Regions from separate parts of the Ovis aries genome. Here region 1 is linked to region 2. The links are chromatin contacts, called in public Hi-C maps. All regions are on one chromosome and are shown on one strand. The core of a region is the stretch at or near the end of the contact, and the rest is flanking DNA. Distances in the headings are between cores, read along the strand shown.

Evidence for each region. A called contact is a pair of places that touch in the nucleus more often than the background predicts.
Region 1: a Hi-C map of hypothalamus shows a contact between it and region 2, with 2.5 times the contacts expected there. The contact joins the promoter of SPATA20 here to the enhancer-like site in region 2. A contact is called at or near these places in 4 of 16 Hi-C or Micro-C datasets (blood, hypothalamus, liver and 1 more).

Annotation. Positions count from the first base shown.
Region 1 is chr11:35,908,062-35,910,761 of ARS-UI_Ramb_v3.0, reverse strand. SPATA20 (spermatogenesis associated 20) reads left to right here and starts at 1,357. Exons shown (of 17, transcript XM_042255816.2): 1 at 1,357-1,468; 2 at 1,997-2,179; 3 at 2,427-2,606. The coding sequence starts at 2,482.
Region 2 is chr11:35,547,439-35,550,138 of ARS-UI_Ramb_v3.0, reverse strand. No RefSeq gene overlaps it. Among named protein-coding and RNA genes, the nearest start is that of TOB1, 75 kb to the left of the region's middle. Within about 2 kb of position 1,323, at least 26 of the 54 cell types and tissues checked have an H3K27ac peak or open chromatin away from gene starts, as enhancers often do. A contact at or near this core is called in hypothalamus and liver, where this site is marked.

The sequences.
Region 1 (2,700 bases), core at 108-2,607, 360 kb before region 2:
CCCCCCTTCCTTCTCAGTACCAGCCCCATTCTGCACTTCACTCTTGACACCGCCCCCAATAGGCAATCCTGATGATGTTTCCTTTTCTGCTGACCTCAAGTCTACCACCTTCCCTCCATCTCTACCTTGGCATAGTGCAGACCTCCCAGAGCTCTCCTCTGGGTCCTGCTATGGCCTTTGAACCCTTCTGCTTCCACTCGTGCCTCTTTACAGTCCATTCACCACCAGAAAGCTGGAGGGACCTCTCCAAAATGCAAGGTCACTCCCTCGACTAAAGCCCTTCCACAGCTTTCTTCTGCTCTCATCAGTAACCAAACTCCTGCTCACAGTTCAAAACCTGGCCCCTGCCCTCCTCCCTGTCTACGTCACCACCTCATCGGCGCCTCTCTGTGCTGGCTTCTGCAGCACCTCAGCCCTGCCTCACTGCTCTGCCACAGGGCCTTTGCACATCTGTTCCCCTGCTTCCCCAGCAAGTCCCCCAAGCCCTTTCCAGATTGCATCCTCTTGTTCTTCGAAGGCTGCTACACAAATGTGATTTCCTTAGGAAGGCCCTCCCCCTCCTCTCTCCCACCAGACCAGTTTCCTTGTGATACCTAGTCATGGCACGTCTCACAGTGGGTGGTTGTACATTAATCTGTATAGCTGTTGGATTAGTTTTTGCCTTGCTCATCAGACTGTGAGTAACACAAGGATGGGATGGCTTGGTCTCTCTCTGCCCACTGTTGTACCTAGCAGAGTGTCTCATGGGCACTCAATAAATGTTGACTAAGGGTAGTAAATGAGACTCATAAAATACCTGATAACACCTGAAAGTTGGTTCAGTATTATTATTCAGGGAAGGCTTCCTGAGGGGGTGGGGTTTGAGCAGGACCTTCAGGTGAGGGGGCAGAGCAAAGGCGAAGCTCCCAGTTTGGATGGCCTGGAAAAGGCACACCTTTTGCCTCTCACCTCATTTCTCCTTTGTAAAACGGACAAAGTTGGGACAAAATGACCGGAGGCTCTGGCTTTCCAAGGCCCTGGCATCCTCACAGCCTCCATATTCTCCGTAAGAGGGTTACCTCCCCGCAGGCCCTGATTTATGTCCTATCGAGTCCACCCAGTTTTTTGCACAGACCTGTGTCCTCCTAGGCGCTGCCGTCTATGGGGTCGCACAGAGTCGGACACGACTGAAGCGACTTAGCAGCAGCAGTGTCCGCCTAAGCCCCGAGTATACGGTCTGCAGTCCCGTGATCGGCCACCGAGCGGCGCTCAGAGACCAGCCTGCTGCCGGCCTTTTCGGCGAAGACACTCCCGCGGCCGGTTCGGTGCCTGGGCCTGCCCGTCGCAGCTTCCCTCCCGCCCTCCCTTCCTGTCCGCAGCGTCCGGGCCGACCGCCACCAGCCGCCATGCTGGGCGCGCGGGCCTTACGGTGCCGGTGCCGCGGCTTCCTGCTGCCCGGGGCCGGGCCAGTCCTCGCCTTGAGCTACAGGTACGGGCGGCAGAGGAGCACGCTTCAGCAGCCGGTGCCTGCGGAGCCCTGCGGTCAGTTGTCCTGGCGCTGGTCCCCTGTGCCTGCCCGGTCACCTCCCCACCCCATGCCTGCCTTCCCCCAAGACTAGGGCCAGCTCCTCCGACCGGGCTCAGACAGTAATCCTCTCCTCCCTCCCTCCCCTCCAGCTGCAGGGCTCGCTTGCCCCAGGAACTCTGTTCTGACACCATCTCCAGGAAGCCTTCCTTGAACCCCAGTGCTGGGCCAAGGGTCCTTGTCCAACAGCACCCTGGGCTGGCTTGTCACAGCCCTCGATGCTGCAAGGGCTTGTCATTACTTAGGCCTGCCCCGCCCATGCTGCCCTCCCAGGCTGAGCTCCCTGAGATCAGAGCCAGCTACTGATTCTTTGAGGGTCATGGGGGTCTGGCACAGGACCTGGCCCCCCAGAAGTGCCCACTGGATGGATGTTGAGTGAGGGAGTCCCTGATGCCAAATGAATTTCTTCTCCTTGCCCCTCATCTGGCCCAGTCCTACACACAGCAGCCAGCAGCCTTCCTGCCCAGATCATATACCCAGGCAGGCATGCCAGAAATACCTCCAGCACAGTCACCCTGGGTGGGGCCCGGTGAGGGGAGAGAATGGAGCCTGAAGGACCATTCCATCCATTGTGACTCGCCCTGACTTCACAGTCATCATCGTTCCCACCACCAGGTCAGAGAGGTTGGGGGAGACTAACCTGGCAGGGAGCCCCCAATGAACCACCTTTCTTCACCCCCCCAAAAACACAAGGGGGAGCACAAAGGCCACGGTCTCCCCCGTGGTTCAGAAAGGTGGGTTGGGCTGGGAGCAGGGGGTTCTGGGAGAGTTCCACGGTGGTCAGGTGGGCCTCTGGGCTGGGTGTAGGTGGAAGCAGTGGAGACTCCTGGTCTGACTTGCCTGACCTACCTGCCTACACCAGGGGTAGCTCCTCCCGGGACAAGGACCGAAGTGTGACGGTCAGTAGTTCAGTGTCCATGCCTGCTGGAGGGAAGGGGAGCCGGACTAACTGCTCTCAGTCCACGCCCCCGAAGGTCCCCAACCGCCTGATCAATGAGAAGTCACCATACCTCCTGCAACATGCCTACAACCCTGTGGACTGGTGAGTCCTCTCCTGATGCCCTCCTGGGCAGCTAGATCCTCAATCTTCTTACTGGCCCCCTCCGGAGCTAGTGAGTGATGCCCCACTCTACTGG
Region 2 (2,700 bases), core at 74-2,573:
AATTGAGGGATAATATCTGAACAGCTGGAAAAACTCAGGGGGAAAAGGGAACGGGTGGGGTTCCTGCCCAGATTCAGCCCCACAGCCCAGGCATCCCCAGGAAACTTGAGCAAAAGGAGTATTTGAGTAACTGTACAGGGAATTCTGAGAAAGGCCTCAGGGCCAGTTCTCTATGCCACACACCCTCAGCCTCTTCTGTGATCCAGAGACAGGTGCAAATATTCCCTTAAACTTCACCCCTGCCTTCCCCAGCCCTCTCAAGGCTGGTTCCAAAATAGCCCAGGCCCTGGAGGAGACGTCATGGGTTAGGCTGGCTGCCTGCCCCTCAGAGAGGGCACGTTGGTAATGCCAAGGCCAAATATAGAGGGACACAGGACACCAGAGGGGGCTTGGGGCTTGAGGAACCATGTCAGCTTCAAGATGCCTACCCTACCCCCTCCTCTTCTGAGCCCCGAGCCCCAGAGCAGCTGGGAGGCAGTGCCTCCTGGCCTGGCCATGGCCCTGGAACATGTCTTAACAAGTCCTGATTAGAGCTGGAGGCGGGCTAAGGGGGTGCAGGGCCTGGGCTGGGTGTGAGCATGGGGACACCGCCTCCATCTGGGGGTCTCTCAGTGGTTTTATAGGCGTCACTTCCCACAAGTTGCACTGAGATCAGGAGGCTCAGGAGACAGGGGAATTAGGTGCCTCCCAGGCAGAAGCACTCTTGCCTTCCTTTCTTCCCAGCTTCTGAAGGAGACCAAGGCCATAAACCTGGGGGTTGGAGGCAAAGAAGAGTACAGGTAACCATGCCAAACCCCAATAAACCACTGGTTCAATCGGACTGCATATAATTAGTCCTGATCGCCAAGGTTGCCTCCACCCTTCACTCCCAGGAATTAAAAGTCAAAGGGCAGAGCTGCTGACGCAAATGTCAGGGGAGACAGGCACTTTGGATCAGCTGGGATCCTGTTCCCTGGGCTCTGCCGCTCTGGCGCCTTGGACATGGCGTCTTCCGGGCCAGGCTCCAAGAGCCCGGTGTCCATACAGGGAAGGGGGTCCACTGCCTCCCCCTCTTCCCGGTTCTAAGATGAACTGTATCTGGTTGGAGGTTAATCAGAAATTTCTGTGACATGGCATTGCCAATGCCTGGGGAATTGGGGAGAAGCAGCAGCTCAGTATCTTGTGAGCCCCTCTCCTTCCCACACCTAAAAAGGAGGAAGAGAACTCTGCCCTCCCTTCCAGGGGGCTGGCTCCCTAAAACCCGATGTCTGCCCCCCAAGGTTGCCCCTATAGCAGGCAAGCCCTGGGCAACTGCACTGTGGTCTGTGCACCAGTGGTGACCCCCAGTGGCCAGCGTGGGACTTGGGTTACTGCAGAGCTGACGCTGAGCTCAGCCCGGAGCAGTGGCTGGGGAGCTCCAGGGTGTGCAAGGTTTAGGGATTTGATTTTGGCAAGAGGGCTGTTGGCATTTTGAAGTATTTTTGGATGTGCTGATTTTTCCTGATTGAACTGTGGCTGGATCTTGGCCTAGAAGGTCCTACTGTTGGCAAATCAGCTCCAACATGTCTAAGAATGTGCTCATCTGCTAGCCCTGAACCTGTTCCTCCTCCTGACTTCCCTGTTTCTATTAAAAGCATCATCACCCTCCCAGTCCTTCAGGCTCTGAACCTCAAACCTCCGAGTCATCTTCCACGGCTCCCCACACTGGGCTGGGTACCTGGTCCTGCCCCTCCTTGCTCTGCAGGTCACTCTAACAACCCTCTCCCTGGTACTTATGGCCACTGCCCCAATGAGTGGGCCTCTCACCTGAGCAACCACCATTCTCAACATGCCTCTGGGCCAGACCTGGGTACATGACTGGTCCTCCACTTACTCGCTGTGTGACCTTGAGCAAGTTACTTATCTTCTCTGAGCTCAGCTTCCTCAGTTGTAAAATGAGGATAATAATTACAGTTTCCACCTCAAAGAGCATTGCAGAAATTAAATGACAGAATATACATAAAGAATCTGTCACATAGGAAATGCTCAATGCATGTGAATTATGAGAGATCATCCATCCAGTCCAATTTCTCCAGGGTAAACAAGTAAACTGAGGTCAGAGGCTGAAATGAGAGCTGATGTCTGCAATTGAGTTCTAGGCGTCTTCACAGCTTGCTACAGTGCAGGCTGAGTAGAAGTTCCTGAAGTCTTGAAGTTCTTCCATTGCACCCATCACCATGTTCTAAACCCAGAACCAAAGGCCACCTTCTGAGTTCACCTTCTTTAGGGGCAGGTATTCCTGGTAAGTGTTGAGGTCATGCAGCCACAGCAAATATTCTCTGGGATGAGACAACTACAGGTCACGTCCAGTGGCTGAGTAAGGCTGGTCGGGTTGGCCTGGCCTAGCTGCCTCCCTGGGGCCGCTAGGCACACAGCAGAGGTCCAAGGAGGGCAAGCTCTTCCTCTTGCAACCCTGCCCTCACATCCCTCTCCCAACTCATGCTCACCCCACCTCTAGTCCCCAGCGACCTTGGTTTGGGGGTCAGAGGGAGGGGGCAAGCTAATTCAGCTGGCTTCCCATTAAGGCACAAATGAGCACCTGAAGTCCACAACCTCATTGAAATGAAAGGTGAGAGCCTTGTTCTGGGAAGTTTTAAAAGGGACTTTTCTGCACAAAGCAGCAGCTGTAAGAAAAGCAGATGATCCAGGTTCAAACATAGGCCTATCCTAGGGCCCCTGGAC